Regions from separate parts of the Bombyx mori genome. Here region 1 is linked to region 2. A link is a contact called in public Hi-C data. All regions are on one chromosome and are shown on one strand. Each heading gives the region's core, a stretch centred on a gene start, on an enhancer-like site or on the middle of the called end of the contact. The rest is flanking DNA. Distances are from core to core; before and after follow the strand shown. Region 1 holds the start of LOC101744525 (rho GTPase-activating protein 20). Region 2 overlaps LOC101744525 (rho GTPase-activating protein 20).

Region 1 (7,236 bases), core at 3,008-5,507, 34 kb after region 2:
AATTTATAATTATATATTTTATATATATTTTTTAATTTAGCATCCCTATATTTAAGTCTAGTCATATTAAAACTAAGCGTTCGTTAATAAAAAGAAAGCAAATTAACGCTATTTTCATCGTTTAATTTCGCGTATTTTTAGTATTATCATTATTTTATTTCCGAATCGCGAAAACCGTAGAAAACACTATAACTAAGTACCATTTAAAAAAATCACAATAGCACAAATATAGGTTTTTTTTTTTATAAAAACGACACGTTCGAATGAAAACATTTGTCAAGTGCCCTACATTGCTATGCTAAAATCTCGTAATATGTACTTAATATTGTATATGTATATATATATAAACATCAATGAGACCGTTGTTCCTGTGCGGCAATCGTAAAATGTCGAAAGCTGAAACGCGCATACATTATAATTTATGCATGAGCGTATACGATGCAACCAAGACGGTGCATCGCATTACTACATTAAAATTCCGGAGACCCTACCACAAACAAGCATTGTTGTAATCATAACATGCGTTCGGCAATGCTGACACGGAAATACATCGATCTAAGATTAAGCCAGGAACACATTAAGAAAATTGCTGAATTGATTAAATTGAGGCTTTCAATGCGAATGCCACTGTCTAAGATATTGAAGTGTGATATTAAAAAAAAGTACGAAATACATGTTTTCTTCCCTACCTATTTGCTGGTAGCCTAGGAGGCTATATCAGCGGAACCTTAACTAATAGGTGAGCTCACAGGCTCAACCCGAGAGAATTTGCTAACACTAGCCCTAGGAAGAGCAGCAGAATCTATTACCGGATCGAAATTGCGACCCACTGAGAAGATCCGGCGAGACGTAAGCCGTGTATCTGCCACAAATCGATCGTCTGTTCTCGTTTTAACCCTCAGACACAGCCCACTGAGTTTCTCCCCGGATCTTCTCAGTGGGTCGCGTTTCCGATCCGGTGGTAGATTCTGCGAAGCACGGCTCTTGCTAGGGGGTTCGTGTTAGCAACGTCGTCAGGTTTCAGCCCCGTGAGCTCGCCTATTAGTTAAGGTTCCGCTGATATAACCTCTCAAGGCTATCGGCTTAGATAGGAAAAAAAAAATTCTCATTTGTGGTTTTTACTTAGTTATTTAATTTACATCTTTCAACCGCATTGCCGACTTCAAAATAAGCACAATGAGGACAGCTTATCCCATCAACACTAAAATTAAATTCGTAATTAATAATGATTTAATATTATTATTTTTTTGCAACAATAAATTGTTAATTAAGAATTGTTATTGCACCAATTTAAGCGTGAAGAAGAGTTATTCATATTTATTAATAATAATAAAAAAAAAATATTAACATGCATTTACAAAAGGTGTGTCCTTATCTTCTCACAGTTGGTTCTGTCAACACAAACATTGAATTTTGTTATCACATTCTATCTTCGTACTTAATTTACGCTTTGCTATTTAATATCATGACAGTGTTTGCGCAGTCCTCTAAGATTAGACACCCAAGATTCCTCTATTGTACTGGCGCTAATATAGCAAAAACATATTATTATATTTCGTATTTTCATTTATAATTTAAACACCTACCTGCGAATTTCATCGACCTGCCTTTCCTCCGGCAGCTCAACTGCTGCAAAGAGCTGCATTTCACCATCGCGGCTGAAAACGCCTCCTGGTATCTTCCTAAATAAAAAATTTCCATCTTAAATTTCACTGGGCTTTTCTTTTAAAGATTAGGTTTAGAATTATTTTTTTTAATTTTCAACTCAGTATAAGATATAAATCTATACTAATCTATACTAATAATTATGATAAAGCAGACGAGTTTTTTGTTTGAATGCGCTAATATCAGGAAGTACTGGTCCGATTTGAAAAATTATTTCAGTGTTAGATAGCCCATTTATTGAGGAAGGCTATAGACTATATAACAACAAGGTAAGATCAATACAAGTGGAGCACCAATAAAGAATGTTTCAAAATAGGGGTTTAAATTATAGCTTCCTTAACATTCTATAATGTGTCAAATGGCGTATATAAGATTGCAATGGTGCATTTTAGTTTTTTTAGTGGAAAAATGTTTAGTTTACATCAACACTGACTTTACCACATTCCTGAATCATAGTATGATAATAGTAATGATCTCTTTAGCGATAATATGACATTGGCAAATGCAACTCTTTTTGTATACATAGCAAGTAAAGACGGTTGTTGAAAACTAGCAATATGTAAACTTGTGTATGGTTTTCTATTACCTATGTACGATTTTAGAGATTTAACCTAAAGTTTGACGGCAACACATGTATGTCTTTTTATTGAAAAAGTGGATTAAAGTATTTCATTTAATGCATTATATTAAACTTATTTTTAAAAGAATACTCATTACATCACATAGTCAATCTAATAATGATATAAGACAATCTAGTTAAGAATATTCAGTGTTACACATAATTATTTAAAAATTGTGATTACTTTCTTGTAATTTCATCATTTCAAAATAATATTGAACACTTACTAAAAAAAAAGAAAGCAGTTTATATAATGCTTTACTATATATTTTCTTAAACATAAACATTGATAAATAATGCATCTCTAATTTATACAATGGAGTAATTTTTTAATACCATATTTAAATTTTCAAAGCAGAATGTTTCAAATTAGTTAATTTATTAATTAAATTTTCAACTTCCACTCAAACATTTAGTTTAGAGTTATTGAATGATTTGAAAAAATTTACATTACAAAATCAGCTATTTTGTAAGGCATCACCATGCACCAGTGATTAAAGTCACATTGAAAGCTGGTGCAAAAACTGGACCAAGGTGGTCACGACTCTCAGTATTGAGGAAGCAAAGAAGAAGAAGAAGAATCAAGAGCTCATTTTATTCATTATAAAATATAATAAAATCAGTGTGAACTAATCATTTTCAAAATTTCTCTAGGTGAAAAGTTGTCTGGGAGGGTTATTGGATCTGATGGATCCTTAAGGATGTGTCTAGGGACTCGACAGTGACTGACTCCTGCGTGATCAGGATTCAGTGAGTAATTATCATGACGCATAGCCTTATCAAAGAACTGACCAGGTGTACTATGAAACCATCACACCCAATAAAAAAAACTTAAATAACTTTAGAAATGAGGTCATTTTTGTATTCATATATTCAAGAGGAATCAAGTATTCCATTATTATCATCTCTTTCAAAAGAAGTCTCTCCAAATTTCAGAAATAGGCAAGTGTTTTTTAACTAGCAGAAAACAGATTACATATACCAAGCTGAACTGTTATAATGGAATAACTTTATCATTAAAATTGAAGGCAGTTTTGAAATATTGCAAGTATTTGGCATGTTTTATTCAAGGGACAAAACATATGATATTTGCAACAAGAGTATACAAAAAAAAGAAAAGAAACAATTACCTGAGAAACTTTTTCAAGACACTGGCAATGGTATATACAGAATAATTGTCCACATTGACTAGTCGGCCAGTTTGAAGAAAATGAATTAATTTTTTCATGGCTCCCTGATGACCCGGCGCGCGGAACACATCGCGGCGCAGCGGTGCCTCCTTGTTCAATTTCAATATCAGAACCTAGTGGAGATTCAACACTTTTACCACCGGGAAACAACTCAAATCACAATTAAATACTTTCTTAACATAAAAAAAGCTCTTTAAATGCTTCGTTTATCACAACGAATAACTGCCCATAAGTTTTACTGTAGGGCAGTGACGAATGTATTTAAAATTACCGTCGTAATCTATTGATACTAACGAGCAAGGGACCCGGGATGTCATCCTTGCAGACTTCGAGAAGTGGAACGCCGAATTTGACTTTTTCTAGTCTTCTTGGATAGGGCAGTGAATTCGGGTGGCCACAAGACGTGACTACATTACTCAATGTAGCTGCTCGGCGATGCATTCTCCTTGCCCAGTTGCTCATTTTGTGGAATCACAGAAGTCACTTTTATTGTATTTCATCAATGTAGAGGCGGCATTTTAATAGATGCGCTATTTTAAAAATGAAATAATAATTATTTGACTCAATAACAATTTTAAGCGTTAACAGTTATGCTCGTCGCCTGATAGTAGGGTTTGAAAGTAATCTCTTCCCCTGTAAGTATCACTTTACTCTTTGCCACTTTGGATTTAATAAAATTCTACACCTATCTCAATTTGAAATTCCCAAATCTAATTACATTGAAAATTGAAACAGAGAAAACAATACAGCGGTAGTCTGACAAAGCCAGACTAACGGTGTGACCAATGCATACACGAAAAATCGCCAGAAATCTGACTGCAATTCTATCAAAATTTACTACTGCAGTGCTACAATTAATTCAATGACTCAATGATTAATCATACCAAAAATCACGCTATTCTTTAAATTTTTTGGGTTTGGTTTTTATTACCATACAATATATTTAATTGAAAAATAATTTACTTGCCTTGCCTACGACTTTTAAGCAGTGACCTAATTCTCCATTACAAAAAAAAGCTTTATGCTTATTTTACTGTTACAACATATTTTAAGAAATATAGTATAATATACTATACGAAACCATGCCTGATGCCCATTTTGAATGTGATAACAGATCGAAGACACGTTTTCATTAAAAAGTTAACGATATATTAGAACATAAACTACGCTATTTGAAGTTACTTTTTAAACAACTCAAATATACAATAAATATCATGTCTAATGAATACAATATTGGAATTGTCGAACCGTTTATGTGCATAATCGTTGTTTTAGTTTAGGGATTTACTGTATTTACTTATAAGTTTATACTAAAAAATTATATTTGCAACCGGAGTGAATTGTAAGAGAAATGAAAATGGAATAAATTGGTCAAAATAATATTTAGATGTGGATATCGATGAATATCTAGACTGTATACCTGTTTATTTGTGTATTGTAATAGTGTAGCGTTTATTCTGGCATAAATGTATAATAATTGTAGTTCAGTAACTGAAAATTAAATAAAGACGCTAGATGTGGCTTGTCGGTTTGTTTGTAAATTTTGGTGAAGTGTCGGATATATTTCATCATTTGACAGAGAGGTTACATCTTTTCATCACATGTCACTGAATTTCATCTCACCCCATAACTGATTTCGCAATAATCAACTTAATTAATTTCGTTTTGTTAACTTTTCATATCACAGAAATGACTTCACCTGAAAACACTGAGCAAAAATTGGTTGAGTGTTGTTTCTTTTGCCTATCCATTTTCAAGAACAAAAAAATATCCATGGAACAAATCTTAAGCAAATTAAACACTACTTCTCTTGACTACATACACATGATTTGACTTTTTGGCGGGAATGCGAGGAATGAAGTTGTGTGATTTGTTTTATTTTGTCTATTTAGTGTTTCTTCAGGTTTAAATGTGTAATAATGGTGGTTTATTATGTAACTGTTTAGTATCTGTGAAATTGCCCAAATGTGGGAAAATGAAACAAAGCCGCTGAACGTAACTTCTCGGGATCCTCCAAAAAATCCACTGAAAAAGTCTCAGTAAATGACCACCATTTTACTGAGATTATATTTAATCCCATATCATCTCATCTCATTCCATTTCATTCCGATTTCATTTCATATTATAATTTTTAACATAAAAAAAGTTTTTAGTAAATTAAAATAAGACTTGACCTAAAGAACTTAGTTACCAGGTCATAAAATCCATTAAAAAAAGTGATTTGAAATTTTAAATTAAAATTACGAAGGAATTAGGTAGGTACACATGTACCTATTGCAATTTGTAAATTTGTAAAATAACATTGAATTTGTGTCGGATACCTTTTTATTACTAAAGTGATAAACAAAATGACTGATCGCGACGATGATGATTGGATTGAGAATGAAGAGGTAGTCGTACAGACACCGGCATCAAATGTACCTACACACAATACAAGGGTTTACCGACCAACGGCTAGTCGTGGAAATCGCGGCCGTAATACCGATTACAATTGGAGGTCTCGTGGTACAAACGAAGGCCAAAGTGGACGTTTTGACGATAGACGTTCTGGCTCTCGCCAAGAGGGTAGCAAAAAAGTTATTACCATACCTACCGATAAAGTAGGTAGGGTAATAGGTAAAGGTGGTTCAAAAATACGAGATCTGCAAGATGAATCTAAAGCAAAGATAAAGATAGGCGATTCCAGTGGTAATGAAACGGATGTAACCCTCTTCGGCACTGACGAAGCTATCGGTAAAGCTGAAACCATGGTGAATAACTTAATGGAAGACTACAAACCTGCTCCGAGGAAAGAATATGAAGAAGTGGAAACAAGTAACTCACAAGATTTTTTTAAGAAAAATGATGGTGGTGTCCAAGTAATTGACTGGGATAAACTCAATGCCTTTTATGATGAACAACAAAACAACAGATGGGATAAGCTGCCGCCAATTATCAAAGATTTTTACAATGAAGATCCATTGGTTAAGAATATGTCCAAAGCAGAAGTGGCTCATTGGCGTCAAGTCAATAATGACATACAAGTAAAAAGAACATTTGATGAAAAACCAGGCTTAAAACCCATACCAAATCCTGTTCAAACATTTGAACAAGCCTTTCAGCATTATCCAGAAATTTTAGATGAAATTTACAAGCAGGGATTCAAACAGCCATCACCAATACAATGCCAGGCATGGCCAATACTTCTTCGTGGTGATGATATGATAGGTATTGCACAGACAGGGACTGGTAAAACATTGGCTTTCTTATTACCTGCACTAATCCACATAGAAGGACAAACTATACCTCGAGATCAGAGGGAAGGCCCTACAGTACTCATCATGGCACCTACACGGGAGCTGGCACTTCAAATAGACAAAGAGGTAGCAAAGTATCAGTATAAAGGAATTAAATCAGTATGCTTATATGGTGGAGGTGACCGTAAAGAACAGATTAAAGTTGTTGCCAAGGGAGTTGATATAGTGATAGCTACTCCAGGCAGACTCAATGATTTGGTAATGGCCAGGCATTTGAATATCATAAATTTCTCATATATTGTTTTAGACGAGGCAGATAGGATGTTAGACATGGGTTTTGAGCCTCAAATCAGGAAATCACTATTTGATGTAAGACCTGATCGTCAAACAGTAATGACATCCGCAACATGGCCTACTGGAGTACGGCGCCTTGCTGAATCTTACATGAAAGATCCCATCCAAGTTAATGTTGGATCATTGGATTTAGCAGCAGTGCACACTGTCACACAACAAATTATGTTTGTAG
Region 2 (7,459 bases), core at 755-3,254:
ATGCTAGAGGACGAGAGTTCGTGGGAGGCCATGGCCAGATTTTGCGACCTGGTCATGGTGTTCCGCGAGGCTGAGGAGCGCGAAAGGGAGTGGAATCCCTCTTCGGCTCCTCAGCGAAGAAGGCGGGGTGGGCGACGCGGGCACGATGCTCCCGTTAATCTCCCGTAGAGACTATTGGGTACTGGGTGCGGGGGCGCCCGGTGCTCTGCTGTCGGTTCCGTGGTGAGGCGGCGCAAGGTGGCTCCTATGCGCCACTCACGGTGTCTCCCGAGACGACGTCCTGCGGGATCTTCCCGGGGATTGGATCCCGTCCTATTGTCAGGACGGGTACCGGCGACGGCGAGCCTGCAGCGCGCATTGTGCGGTACCGTAGGTTTCGTGGAGTCGGAGTGGTGGAGCTCGATGGGGTTTAGTCGGTAGTCGGTTTTGCGGGGCGAGTCCTGCGTGGTAGACGCCGGGCAGCGCCTCGCGCGCCTTTCTCAAGGCGTAGTCTCCCGGTAGGAATTGGAAGAAGAGGAGGACTTGGTCTTCCTCTTCTCCCTCTTCTTCTCTGGAGGCGCCGGAGTCCGACATAACCCGGTCTATTACCCCTCTCAACCGGGTATCCGTAAATGGATTCCCCAGCGTTAAAAAAAAAAAAAAAAGGTCTATTAAAATATAATTTCAATCCTACAGCTACTAGCTAGATTCTACTACAGCTAAATTCGTTAAAATAAATTTTGTTTTCAGGTATTTCAACTTTAAATTAGTCTACTGTAAAGTTAACGCATTGTCGCTTAGTCGCGTTTGCCTTTCAAGCGTCGATATGTGTAATATATAATACGTCGGGACTAATATCTTAATAATTCAACAGAATTTAATATTTTGTACCTTTTCCTTTAATAGACGTAATTTTTAATAAAATTTAACTATTTATTTAAATTATTGCTACAAAATATTCGTTTAAAACTTGATACAAGAAAGCGTCAGTCTTTAAATCTGGCTCGTCACTTGTAGAATTTTCATAAAGAAAACTTATTAATTTACGTGATAAATATAAAAATTAACAAAATTGAAGAATATTCAGATAATTTTTGAGGTAGAAAAAGACATGTTCCCAATAAAAGCTTAAACAGTATATACATTCTAATACACAGGAATGTTCGCATAATATTAAATGCTTCGACGTATGCCTATATGCTACGGACGTGATAAACAAATATATATATTTTTTACAACAAACCGAATTTATGAAATTATTGCAATATAATTTACTATCCGTATTATAAATCAGTCCACAGTACAAAAAGGTCTTATTCTTTTGTTCCTTTTTTTTATAAAGTTTTCTTTAATAGCATTTAAAATCAAACTAAATATCGGTAAGATTCGCTTAGAAATCAACAATTTCTATACACCTCAAAATTTTCAAATTTCGAAAACTGGAAATATTTTATTTATTTGTTTCAATAAATTTAATCATAATAGACAACATTGAAAATGTCCAGTATGGCAGATTGCGAATAAATTGAGCGTTGCATTTCTGTTTTAAAAAATTTAAATAAACCAAAGTGAACTAACTATCCGCACATCTTCAAGTCATCCTAATGACAATCCTGATAACATTGTGAACTTAACAACGCCCACACAAACGCTGGTTAATTGAAAGTTAATTTGAGTGTGCGTTTATTATTTAATTCGCGTTACAAATTTATAAAACGGGTATCAAAAACAAGGTTAATAATTAATCAAGACGACAATTATTTCAACGTGATATATCGACCGCAAACTAGCGTACAATAAATCCGAATTAAATAATCGATATTATTGACATCCTATCAAAAAATACCCATGCACATATTGGATGCACAATATACAAAAAAAAATGGAATGACATACAAATGCATCGTGGGACGACACGCATCGGTGTTTACCTTGATGCGGGGTGGTTCGAGCAGTGGGGTCAGGCGGTCACTTTACGAGGCTGGAGAGGGAGCGGGATCTCAGTGTCAGAGTGCGCGAGCGTGCGGCACGAGCACACGCGCGACCGCCGCGACCGACGCCGCGTACTGCGACGTTCGCCGCCTGCAACTGTACCATCACACCGAACTCGTGTCACACTACTGTACGTTCATTATCTCGTGTCTTTCAATGCAGCGCAGACATGATTTTTTTTTTTTAAACAGATTTAGCAAGGTAAAGATAACAGAACGGAGTAATACATACAGTGACGGAATGGTGACCAAGAATGGGTCGTATAGGTGCCGGAAGAACTATGGCACGGTAAACCAATGACATAGTCAGGACGTGGATGAGAAAATCGGGCGTTCGAATATTATGGGATAAAAAAGAGGAGGCAGAGGCGGATTATCCGTAAGGCAAACTAGGCACGTGCCTAGGTGCGTGTAGTTACAAGGGGCGCGCGAGCTCAGAATTTTTAAATAAATAAAGAAAATAACATATCGACGATTAAGAACTAAATGTCCTGGTCTACTAAAGTCTAGGGGGATTGATGATACAACGTCATCGTAATTGCAAAAACAACTAGTTAAAATTTATAGTATTATGATGGCCATTTATGGCCGGTACAGGGGCGCCGATAAAGTGATTGCCTAGGGCGCTCTGGACCTTTAATCCGCCACTGAGAGGAGGCATATGCCCAGCAGTGGGTTTCAAAGGCCCGAAACAATTTTCGTTATTAACGGTGACAGTTTTAGTCTATAAAAGACTGAAATTGAAAACTTGTGAAAGCCGCTTCTATCGCATGAGAACTAGCCGACACGTATTGTTTTTTTTTTACTGCCATCCAAAAGCCCGCTTAATGCTGACTGTTTACCATGACTATGGAGATCAGTAACGCAATACAGGAAAGCCGCTGCCTTCCCTCACACGTCTAATGTTTCCAGCAAGTAGACCCTTGAGATGGCCACCCAATACCGTCCATTACAAAAATTAAAAATACACACAATATATATAACCATCCATTAACTTTAAAAATTAAAAACGTTTAAGTTTAGTAAATTCTATAAAAAAAATAACGTCTGCGTTGCAAAATCAGGCAATACATAGGTGACTGTAGCATTCAGACACGCAATGAAGCAAACTAAATGAATTAAGCACTGTGTAGATATTTGAGAATATGTAGAAAAAAAACAATAATTATCGTTTCTCCAACTTCTACTCATAATTCAGTATATAACATATTGCTAAAATGATAAAGACTGCCGAGCTGGTTCAGCAGTTCATTTACGCAGTCATCAATTAAGTATTTATTTTAACAATAATACATAATTACAACACCGAATGTACATGACACAAATTAATTTTTGAAAATGTCAATAAATAGTAATAAGATTAAAGTAGAATTATTATTTAAAGCTTATTAATATTTATGAATTCAATCGAAAGCTTATTTTAAAACTGATAGTGTTCAATGTAAATCGCGTGTATTTAATTCATACGACATTAAAATATACAAATAGTTTTTGGGTTTGTTGTGTATCAAATTTATAATTGTTAATTAAAATTCTTTGATTCAATTTAGTTAAATTATACTGGTCAGTTTCCGCTATCCAAATAACACATGCATTATTATATTTATAAACGAATATTACTAACGTTACTACAATGACATTTTTATAATTTTACCAGTTTCTTTTAAAACATCGAACATGCTACTAGGCTAGTAACGTAATTAGGTAGAAATAATTATCCTTACTGAAACCATCTCCCTGTGTTCTACACAAGTGATTATTCTAATAACTCAATAATTATAAGTTCGTAAAAAAAATTAAAAATAGAAAATATATACAAGACTCTCTAGTCGTGATTAGTGAATGAGTGGTGAAATCGTGATGACAGACAGACAGACATAGACATACACAAACGATGGACGTGTTTCTATGTAGTATATACATGGATTTTTCCCAATACAGCATGCACGGCACCATACAATCTCATACAACCGATCCGGTGTACACGTGCGAACAAGCTAAGCGAGCCCCACAGCGTAATTAAACCGTTGCGTCAGTCAAAAGCCTCGAAGGCTTTGTCCTCCTATATGAAACCAGGGAAACGTACTTTATCATCAACTAGGACCAAAAAAAAAACAGTTGTCGACATGCTTTTGTTTATTCTTGTTTCAATTTAATCTACGATCAACTACTAAAACATTTAATAGATCGTAGTTTAAATCAGACTACCCTCCCATCGTTTACAAATGCCCTGGTTGAGTTTAATTAAAAAAAGGATCAATTGGAACAAGTCGAGAGAATAAAACCTTCGAGAAGCGGCGGCGAGTCCTTCCGCACCGAAGCGAACAAACAACGGGAACAGTACCGGTGCGCGAGGCTCAAAATAAAAACTCAAGGCAGGCGACAAGCACGTAGAGAGCGAGGCTCTCGTCACGGCGGGCCGCGCACTCGGGGCACGAGCGGGGGCGGATGGCGGGGGCGGGGGCGGGAGCGGACGGCGTACCGACGCGCGGCCTCGGCGTCTCCAGCGAGCCGGCGCCCTGCAGGAACCACTCCGAGCGGGTTTGCATCCGCGCCCGCTGCCGCTCGTGCACCTACGCACCACCCACACACCACCTCCGTCATAACGACGCCCACGACTATACACTTACACTGTACGTAACTCCCCCTTACGACATTGAACCTAATTTTCATTTACACCGAACGCATGTCGCGAATGCTTGTGCCTTTTCAAGTTCAAATTCTAAGCTCAATTTTACTATGGATTTATTCGATATATTATTATATATTTTTGTAATTCAACTAAGACTGTTTCACATTAATACGAAGACAATTACCATTTAAATTGGATTACCTACTTAGATTAAAGTACGTATCCTACAAAATGCAGAAATGTTAACAATGAAGTACCTAACTACCCATTCCATTCCAAATGTCAATGAACTTCTGGATTAATTTTGTTACCAATAAACGGGAAAGTTAGTTTTAATTAGTACTAAACCTCTACCATTTATTAGTCGAATACAAATCATAAGATGTTAATACTTACAAAAGTATTATCACAAGAAAATCCACAACCGTAGAAATTCGAGCCTCATAATAAATATTTATTTACCTATTCTTAATTAATTACGTTAGATATCATATTAAGCATTATTTGAATCTACTGGATGGTGGAACTATTTTGTAAATTTTTTTTTTAATTCATTTTTTTAATTAATGTTTAAATTTGAAAATTTATAATACATGACATTATTAAAAACATGGGTTTCCATCAAAATCCCCTCCCTAACGAAAGCGTAATGGAACATTGATTGCTCTTTAAAAGGTGTGTCTGAATTTTCTAATCACACTAAGCCCATCTAGTGTTGCCATCATATACATGTGCAAATGTACCATCGTCGTAATCATTAATATACTATTACATTAAATTTGTACAGCGTGTTGTAAATGGGAAAACTTCTAAAACTAACAGATCAGCCATAGGTTTACCTAATCGTAGAAGGGGAAAACAGTCACGACTCATGCATGTGTCCAAACATGGATTATCGGGTGAAAATCAATAAAAAACTAGAAACAACCTTCTTTAAATAACTGTTTCTACACGTAAGATAAAGTGATAAATAAAATGTCTTCTATTTCAGCAAATTTAAACGAGATGTCATTTTATAAATTGTCAAAAGATGGCATTGTTCTCAATAATAAAATTAACATGTTTATTAATAATAATAATTTCCCCAATAATTCACGTTAAGAATATTCAGAAACAGTACAGGGGAGACAGACATCTGTAGTCTACAGGTGAGTACGGAGTAAATAGTTCACCATCACTTATAAAATATATCCCTCAGTGAGCGCTAGAATTCAAAGATATATGTTTACACACGATATAAGTTAGATAAGGATACAATATCCTTGTATGCGCATAACAAATATAATACAACAGTCATCAATAAGAACAATAATTAAAGAATCTATAAAACTGAATATATTTTGAAAGTGAAAATACTAATCAATTATATTTCTTCGACAGTTTTTTATTCATTTCTCGTTATTGTCTTAAGCTTTGTGTCACCTTACTGAGTTTGCTAAGTACAAAATAATTGTTTCAAAATAAGATAGGGAAGAAACATCAACAAATTTAAGAAAAAACAGCGCTTACAAAGATATCGACTGAGATAGGGTATAAATTAAGAATAGAATTTCATTAATTCTAATAGATCGATTGAAATTCTTTATGGATAGTCTGGAAAAGAAGGGTTGAAGTAATAGCTGTAATAATTACCTGAGGGAGATATGAGAGGCTCTTTGTGCTCTCCGCGTACTTGTTGATGGCCCGAAGCTCCTCCAGAGTCATGTGAGGACTGGAGTTACTGCATGACGATTGCGATGACGAACTGACTGATATCTGAAAAGAAAATTGAAAATCTTCGCTAATTTTTTTTCCTTCCTAAGCTGAGAGCCTTGAGAGGCTATTTCAGCGTAACCTTAACTATAGTCGGATTTTTAATTAGACGAAGCCAGCTGACAGTAGCTAATGTCACTTTGTGAAATAATGTTGCTATATTTAAAGTAATAGTGATGCGTTCAGTTCTCGTTCAATCACATAAATGAACAATGAGTGTGAAGAGTTAATCATTAATTTCAAACTATAAAAGAATATTATTTATATTTTACAATAAAATTGTATTAAAGTGATCCAATATAATAATATGTTACTAGTAGTATGTAACTACAATCAGTTTTTTTTATTTTCATTACCTATGTACCTATAATTGTTATATTTTATACATCTATAGTTTCAACTATATGATGCATTGGAAATAGGACAGTCTTACAAGGTTCCTCGCAATGTTTTTCTTAATGTTTAAAACACTCGGTATTCACTACAGGTAGATACCATAGGAACATAATGTTTCGTCGAAAACTCGTTGGTATGTACAAAGCACGGCTAAAATTCGAACCCCGTGCCCGATATCGGCAGTTCGGCACACTAACTATTCACTAGACAATCGAGGCAATTTCATTAATTCAGGAGTTTTTTCAATCGTTCACTTTGTCACAACACTATTTTTATTTCATCAAAAACTGACAACACAGTAAACGTCAGTTTACTTCGTCTAATAAAAAATCCGACTATAGTAGGTGAGCTCACGGGGCTCAAACCTGACGACGTTGTTAACACGAACCCTAGCAATAGCCGCGCTTCGCAGAATCTACCACCGGATCGGAAACGCAAGCCACTGAGAAGATCTGGCGAGAAACTCAGTGTTGTGTCTGAGGGTTAATTTACTCGTCGAGCCCTTCGTCGCGAGCGACGGGTTCGACGAGAACGATGACCAGCTTGAGGTACCTAAAAGCACCGTTAGTGGATCAGGTGGATCCGAAATGAGGTGTGGTCTTCGCTAGAGTACCCCTATCGAATGACGAAACTAATTCGTAATTCAAATTCTATGACATGTAATAATTAAAAAAACATCTTTACGATATCTAGTATGTACTAAAACAGT

The links. A called contact is a pair of places that touch in the nucleus more often than the background predicts.
Region 1: a contact with region 2 is called in a Hi-C map of midgut, with 1.6 times the contacts expected there. The contact joins the promoter of LOC101744525 here to the enhancer-like site in region 2. A contact is called at or near these places in 3 of 7 Hi-C or Micro-C datasets (midgut and whole pupa).

The regions. Positions count from the first base shown.
Region 1 is chr7:8,073,370-8,080,605 of ASM3026992v2, forward strand. LOC101744525 (rho GTPase-activating protein 20) reads right to left here and starts at 4,258. Exons shown (of 11, transcript XM_012694897.4): 1 at 3,769-4,258; 2 at 3,415-3,587; 3 at 1,587-1,682. The coding sequence starts at 3,936. LOC101735665 (probable ATP-dependent RNA helicase DDX43) reads left to right here and starts at 5,656. Exons shown (of 1, transcript XM_004931303.5): 1 at 5,656-7,236. The coding sequence starts at 5,823.
Region 2 is chr7:8,041,372-8,048,830 of ASM3026992v2, forward strand. LOC101744525 (rho GTPase-activating protein 20) reads right to left here. Exons shown (of 11, transcript XM_012694897.4): 9 at 6,235-6,357; 10 at 4,453-4,543; 11 at 1-2,067. The coding sequence ends at 1,940. Among protein-coding and RNA genes, the nearest start is that of LOC101735528, 28 kb to the left of the region's middle. Within about 2 kb of position 2,005, at least 4 of the 8 cell types and tissues checked have open chromatin away from gene starts, as enhancers often do.